Linked DNA regions of Mus musculus: region 2 is linked to region 1. Evidence: chromatin contacts called from public HiChIP or PLAC-seq data. All regions are on one chromosome and are shown on one strand. The core of a region is the stretch at or near the end of the contact, and the rest is flanking DNA. Distances in the headings are between cores, read along the strand shown. Region 1 holds the start of Plac8 (placenta-specific 8). Region 2 has its middle 49 kb from the start of Plac8.

Region 1 (3,676 bases), core at 797-3,296:
CCTGTCTCGAAAAAAAAAAAAAAAAAAAAAAAAAAAGTCACCAGGAAGTAAAGGGATTTAAAAAAAAAAGAGGAACCCCAAACTGCCCGGCATCTGCCTAAGGTTGTGCTGTGTTTCTAGGAGTGTTCTGTGACTTTATGTTTGGGCCGGTTCCGCAGTCCTCAGATTTTATCTTATGTGAAGACTGGTACTGAATTTGGGGTCTGAGATTAAGGCTTAAACTGAAGGCGGGGATCTGCTCAGGTAAGCATCACGTGGCTTCAGCCGCATCCTGTAAGGTGGTCTGACAAGTTGCAGAACTCCGTGGGATCCTTTCCTGCAGGACAAGTCCCTCCTCTGACCAGAGGCTTTTCCTTCTCCTGAGACTCCTGAGACAGTCCCATTTCTTTAGGGTCTGTTGCTATAATAGTTGAAGAGTAAGACTATGAGATGTCAGTATCTCTTTAGACTAACTTCATTTTTGCCCAGGCCCGTCTCAAAAGCATTTTGGAAAGCTTGCCGGCAAAGCAGATTCCTGGTCACTATTCTGGAAAGCTGTAATTAGCCTAGGGTCTGGGAGATTGTAATCGTCAGTTTTCTGCGCTGCAGCCCCTGTGTGCTGCACAAAGGAATGTGGCTGCTTTGGTGACTAGTGCTCCTTTCCCCAGGCTGACAGATTCCACCCCCCCCCCCCCCAACCCCTGCCTGAGCCTCCCACGTCTGCAGAGCACGTGCAAACTCAGCTCATGGTTCTTATCTGCTGGTGATGCAGGACGGACCCCTTGATGGTGGAGACGCCCACCCAGTGACTTGCAGACCTTGCAACCTCTGGCTCTTTGCTTTGTCTGTTACAAATAACTCCAAGTCCATTAGAAAACATGAATTGACCCAGCTGTGTGCATAAAAAGTCTTGCGATAGAGTTGTTTTGGGCCAAGGAGAAATCTGTAGTTTCCTGACGGTGGGGGCAGAGCTCTGCCGCATGCATCCTTAAACGCGCAATAGGAAAGTAATAGAAACTGGTGAGGACCACTCAAGAAAAAAGAAAAAAGAAAAAAAAAATAGAGGCGAGGAGGAGACAGAAACAGGACTCTAAGTCGACGGGCTTAGAAAGGCAACATGATAAATACCTTCCTTCTGAGATTCCTTGGCAAGGACTGGCCCCTACCAGGAAATCTTGTAGGATTTGGCTCACAGTTGAATATCTTAATTTTATCTATTAGTCTTAGACTCATTCTTGTGCCTATATTTCTGCCTCAGAACACACCACTCTCTAGAAGGAGACTACACCAGCTTAATAAAATTATGTTACATGGCACTAGTTATATTAATAAATCTTGTTAATATCGATAAAGCCAGGTTCTAAGCAACATATGCCTGAAGTCCTTCTATTATACACTGATATGAAGATTCAGTGTTCTTCAGTCTCGTGAGCTGCCCAACGTGAGATGTGAGTGTTTCTCTAGGAGCGTTAGTGAGTACTGATCAAACCCCCAGAGCAGTTGGAGTTTTGCTTTCATAGTGAGAACTCCTAAGGATTCCCAAACTTTACAAACTAATAAATCTACAGAAATCCCACTGACTAAACCTATAAAAATCTCCAGGTAGTTTAAACAAATATATATATATATATATATATATATATATATATATTATGTATAAAGAAACTAGATCACTTAGAGAGAGAGAGAGAGAGAGAGAGAGAGAGAGAGAGAGAGAGAGAGAAGATCTAGTTAGGAAATCCAGCACACAACATGCCCTCCCCGAAAGCAAGCAGTGGGCATGAGAACGGTGCCCCAGAGCCCAGAGGATCCCAACTGAGATGCTCAAAGCATGACGTTTAGCAAGCCTGACCCCTAATTGCTGAGTTCCACTAAAAATTACTAAAGTTAAAGCAATTAGTGAAGAAAACAATGATCTTTCAGCGTAATCTCAAACGACGTTAGGAATAAGATAAAACTTTGAAAGGAAAGACCCCTAGATTTAAAGACTTCCTAACAAATACTTACAGTTCAAAAGGGTTGGGCAGAACCGGTCCTGTGGTCTGGGGTTGAGTCTTACTACAAATAGAGAGACTCCGAGGAAAGGAGGAGGTATCAACCCCGTGGAGGGTGGGGTAGGGGTGGGCTGGAGTACAAAGAGCAATGTCCTGTGCTCTGATTGGCTGTGGTAATCCAGGCACCAAAAGCCATCTCTTACCAAATAGGGTTTTCCTCCTTACAATTCCAAGGGCTAACCTCTAAGGTCTCGGTGGAAAGGAGAGGGTGTGGTTCCCCTGATTAGCTACCTGCCTGACAAAGCTCTCCGAGTCTCACACCTTATTTTCCTCTTTTAACCTAAGAAACCAGAAGGCACTTGGGGACCTGGAGTTCCAGGCCCGCTCAGACTGTCCTTGAGTGTGTCTCTCTAGAGTTCTGGCTATCCCAGAGCTCAGTTTGTAGGATGGTCTCAAACTCTCAGAGACCCATCTGCCTCTGCCTCCTGTGGCTGGGATTAAAGACATGCACCACCATGCCGGGCTTCTGATCAGATCTTTCTCCTCCGTCTTTTCTTCCTCCCCCCCCCCCTTTCTTTTCCTCCCTGAGGCATTAGGGACTGAACCCAGGGCCAGTGCATTTTAGGTGAGAGCTCTATTATTGACCTACCTCTGTCCCCCAATATTGCTATATTGCTTTGGTTTCTGTAACAGACTGAACACTTTATGTTAGTTATGTTATGTTATGCTTTATGTTAGGCGTGATTTTTATTATTTTATTTTTTATCTGTCGTAGTTGTCATCACCATCACCTTCTCCCACCCCATCTCTCTGTGGTGTGTGTCTGAACATACATGTCAGCATCTGAGGATCACAGCAGGCATGTGGAGGTCAGGGGACAGGAGGACAGCTTTGGGAAGTCTCTTCTCTCCTCCTGTTGAAGCTGCCTTGTCTCTTGTTCCCACTGTGCTGCACAGCTGTGAGCTTCCAAGCAATTCTCCTGCCTCCACCCCCCACCCAGTCTCTCGTAGGAGTTCTGGGATTACAGTTATGAGCCTCTGTATCAGTATGTATGTATGTATGTATGTATGTATGTATGTATGTATGTATGCATTTTGTAGATTCCAGGGGTCAAACTGAGATTGTCAGTATTTTTTTCTCCCACTCTTTAAAAAAAAAATTAAATTTAGTTTTATGTGTGTAGGTGTGTTTTGCTTGTGTGCGTGCCTGTGCACCGTGTATGTACATGTGTGCCTGATGCCCACAGAGGCCAGAAGAAGGTGTTGGATCCCCCAACTGAACCTCTGTAACACTGAAGTTACAGATGGCTATTAACCACCATGTGGGTGCTGGGAACCACATCCGCTCTCTGGCAGAGCAGCCAGCATTCTTAACTGCTGGACCATCTCTCCAGCTCAAGGATCCGGTTTTAGCTGCAAGTGCCTTTGACTCCTGGGCCCGTAGGCATGGTTCTTAATGCTTTTTAAAATATTTGCCTTATGATCCTGAAGGGTGGTATTATTGCCTCTACTTGATTGAGGCACAGACTTACTTGGTGGCAGCTAGACACTGGATGAAATGGAACTCCCTGCCACACACTGGTGCACATCCTTGCCACACAGTTTAGCACTGCCATGTCCTAGTAACCTTGGAGTGAGTGACAGGTAGGTTGGGAATGTTCTACCTCTCTCTCTTCCTTTCTTTTTAAGATTTATTTATTTTAT
Region 2 (3,676 bases), core at 762-3,261, 49 kb after region 1:
AGAAGCCATGAGGAGCAAGAAAGATGTCAGCTTCTTGATGAACTTGGTAGCTCAAGCCTGTGACCTGAACACAAGAGATACAGAGGTGGGGAATTGCTGTGAATTTAAGGCCAACTGGGGTTACATCGCTAGTTCCAGATTAGCCTGTACTACGTAGTAAGGCCCTGTCTTAAAATAAACAAGATTGCAGGAGTTGGAAGCAGCGTCAGATGCAGGGTGGCAATGTATGATCTTCATACTGTCCCACATGTAGCAAGCATTGATAATTGATTCCAGAATGTGCCTGTTGCATACATCTCAGAATCCTTCACGGGACCGGGTGTGCCGTAGTGTTACCATTTGATCACAGTCAGCACGTGATATGAGCGTAGTAGACTAAATGTGAAACGCTTAAGAGCAAGACTAAACTTTCCAGGCAGTGCGCTCTTCAGCTCTGGGCAGCACCACGTGAGAGCTCTCCAGTTCCCTGTCACATATCTGAGGAAAACGGCTTAAGGCGGGAAGGGTTCGTTCCAGCCCTGAGTTTCAGAAGTTTCAGTCCACTGTGGTGGGAAGTGTCTGGTGGAGTAAATCAGTTTACCTCACGGTGGGGATGAGGCTGTGAGTGAGAGCAACGGCTGCATCGTGCGCCTTCTCATCTCTCTCCTTCATTCACTCCATCTGGACTGTGAGCTGGTGCCTACCACATCCAGGGTGGCTCTTTGCCCTGTGCTGGTTTGAATGAGACCGGTCTCTGTAGGTTCATATAGTTCAATGTTTGGTTCCTGGCTGGTAGCCTGATTAGGGAGGATTTAGGAGGTGTGTTAGCCTGGTTGGAGGTGTGTCACTAGGGGTAAAACCTTCAAAAGCCAACACCAGGCCCAGCCATCCCCTTCTTTGACCCCCCACTTTTGCTTGTGGATCAGATATGAGCATTTAGCTACTGCCTCAGCACCATGCCTGCCTGTCCGCGCCACGCTCCCCATGGGGATGGTCGTGGACTCTCCCTCTGAATTGCAAGCAAACATCCAATTAAATGCTTCCTTCTATGAGTTGCTTTGGTCCCCGCTGTCTCCTCCCAGCAATGGAACAGTCACTAGGACGTTTCCTTAGTTGATCCTCTCTGAAAACACCCTTACAAACATGTTCCCAGGTATGCTTTATTAATCTTCAAGGTGTCTCTCAATCCAGGCAAGCTATCAACCAAGGTTAACCATTATATGGTAAGTTGAAGACATCACCTCTTAAACACATACCAGGGGTACTCAGAGGGTAAGAGCATTTGATGCTCTTGTAGAGGATACAGGCTCAGTTCCCAGAACCTTGATCCCTGGAACTGGAATTACTGAATACTGTGATCCATTGTGTGGGTGCTGGGAATAGAACCTCGGTCCTCTGTAAGATCAGTGAATACTATAACCACTGATCCATCTCACAAGGACCCTAGACTGTGTCTTAAATAGTCTACATCTAATATCTAGTCCTTCTATGGAAATATTTACATAGCAGCAGACATATTTGCTTGTTGTATTGACTAGTTTAGAATAGGAATAACTGTGTTTGGCATGGAAAGGAAGTGCCAGTAAGTAAGTTTTTAAAGTGCTTTTTACTATTGCATTTATTTATTTATTTATTTATTTATTTACTTGTTTATATCTTTTTTGTTTACTTGTGCATGTTGTGGGTGGGGATATCTGTGAACGTAAGAGAGGACAACTCTCTACGATGAGGAGTTCCCCTCCCCCTCCCCCGTCTCCCCCTCCCCCCATTGTAGTCCTAGAGCCATCAGGCTTGGCAGGAAGTACTCTCCCCTGACCATTTCGTCCACTGTCGCCCACATGAGTAATTTCTGAGACTAGGACACTCTGGTATCATTCCTGGATTGAGCATACATTGCTGGACGAGAAGGCCCGGGTAAGCCTCTGGCTTCACTGCTCCACGTTTTGCCTTGAGCAGGAGTCTCAGGGGTCACACAGCTAAGCAGCTTATCCCGTCAGCTTTGTCACCACAGCCCTTTGCACATACACGTCACCATGAGAACCTGGAGACCAACACGCAAACCACGGAACTCAGGTCTGCTTAGATGATCCTGACCTCCCTGTAGATTTGTTCATATCCTGTGTCTGGAGTTTTTACAGCACTCACCACCCCACCCTGCCTGCTGCCTCTGGGCATCCTGTCTCGAGTTCTCACAGCACCCTGCCTGCTTTCTCTCTTCTCTTTGCTCATTCTTTATTCCACTGAGACTTCAGCGCTTCGATGCCACTATCTTTCTTGAACTGCAGCACAATGTACAAACATGTGGGTATGATGGCGGGATTTTTACCAAAGTCACTCCTCGTAGAGGTGACTGGATGCAGGAACTGAGGTTTTGCCGGCCACCCACAAGCTCCCCCAACTCACAGTCTCTCCTTATCCTCATGGTCTGCCATAGCTGGAGAGCGGTGGTGGAAGAGAAGCGATATCACATCTAGTGAGGACAGAACAGGGGTGCCCCGAACAGTCAGCTCACAATGCACAGGGCAGCCCCGCACGCTCAGTTCCCAGCAAGGATGTATTTGCCCATGGTGTCGAGGCTGAGAAACTCTGATGTATGCCTTGACTTAGGGTCACTGTTGCTGTGAAGAAACAAACCCAGACTCAGGCGTTGCCCATATTCTCTTGCTTTCCGTGGAGCTACTTGTCCCCTGCAGGAGCTCAGCAGATGCAGTGACAGAGTAGAGGAGGGCCCCATCTTGCATTTGCAGAGCATGGGGCAGACCAGCTGTGCTCTCATCAAGGCTGCCGGTGTGTGTGTGGGGGGGGGGGGCGGGGGGAGCGGGTTCTTTACCAGTCTCAGATTTACTGATGGGGCTACAGGGACTGGAAGATCTGTGGAATGTGGCCCTACCCACTGAAGCTGGTGAGAACCTCATGTCTGAACTGAAATGGCATGTCTGTCAGGCCCTGAGGGCTAGAAGTCATTCATTTGCCAGTGGTGTCAGAAAACAGTTTGTCCATTTTGTTATGAAGCATCCAAAGAGATTTGGTCTGGGGATTTTTTTTTTTTTTTTTTTTGGCTTTTTGCTTTTTGCCCTTTTCAGTGAACAGTCAGACAACTTTGTTAGACAACTAACAGACTATTAAGGCGATTATTTGGTTGTGGGAGAGGGAAGAGTTTCCTTCAAAATGCTAGTGGTAAGGAATGTGAAGGGGGATTTCCCACTTTGGCGATTCTGATCTCTGTGACTTGCTTCCGGAAACAAAGAGGCCTTCCAACCCCTTTGCTTCAAGAAGGTCAAGACGCTAATGACATCGTGAGTAGCAGCTGGTGAAACCCAAAGCCAGGTTGTGGGTTTTGTGTTCTTGGCTAATGAGTGTAGACAAGAGGAGCTATGGAAAGATTGGGGTTCACCAAGAACACAGTCAGTGGTAATTGTTTCGTCACTTTGGACTGGTCCTCAAGGTAAGACTGACATCAGAGGGCCACTATCCTGAGTCCCTGAACAGGTATGGAAGGTAGGAGGACTAATTAAACAGAAAATCATCGCAGGTGAAATGGGCAGTTAGGGCAAGAGGAGACGTGACTCATCTGATGAGTCACGAGCTAGGCACACAGACACAGTATTCTGTACATAACCATGATTATTCTGGGATCTCTGACGAAAATCTGTTAGTTTAGTACAGGTCAATGCCTTTCAACCCTTTAGCAATGGCT

Evidence for each region. HiChIP or PLAC-seq counts read pairs in DNA pulled down with a chosen protein or histone mark.
Region 2: an H3K27ac HiChIP or PLAC-seq map of embryonic fibroblasts shows a contact between it and region 1, with 20 read pairs. The contact joins the enhancer-like site here to the promoter of Plac8 in region 1. A contact is called at or near these places in 13 of 39 promoter capture datasets (the 3T3-L1 cell line, 3T3-L1-derived adipocytes, the C10 cell line and 9 more), 2 of 15 datasets of contacts at CTCF or cohesin (CD8 T cells and the NIH/3T3 cell line), 24 of 484 Hi-C or Micro-C datasets (the Ba/F3 cell line, CD8 T cells, the G1E-ER4 cell line and 15 more), 15 of 115 datasets of contacts at active chromatin or transcription factors (CD8 T cells, the HPC-7 cell line, Th17 cells and 10 more) and 3 of 9 other capture datasets (adipose tissue, liver and pancreatic islet).

The regions. Positions count from the first base shown.
Region 1 is chr5:100,570,159-100,573,834 of GRCm38.p6, forward strand. It overlaps Plac8 (placenta-specific 8), which reads right to left and starts at 2,047. Exons shown (of 5, transcript NM_139198.3): 1 at 1,987-2,047.
Region 2 is chr5:100,619,145-100,622,820 of GRCm38.p6, forward strand. No RefSeq gene overlaps it. Among named protein-coding and RNA genes, the nearest start is that of Plac8, 49 kb to the left of the region's middle. Within about 2 kb of position 2,012, at least 97 of the 459 cell types and tissues checked have an H3K27ac peak or open chromatin away from gene starts, as enhancers often do. A contact at or near this core is called in the Ba/F3 cell line, CD8 T cells, the HPC-7 cell line and 8 more, where this site is marked.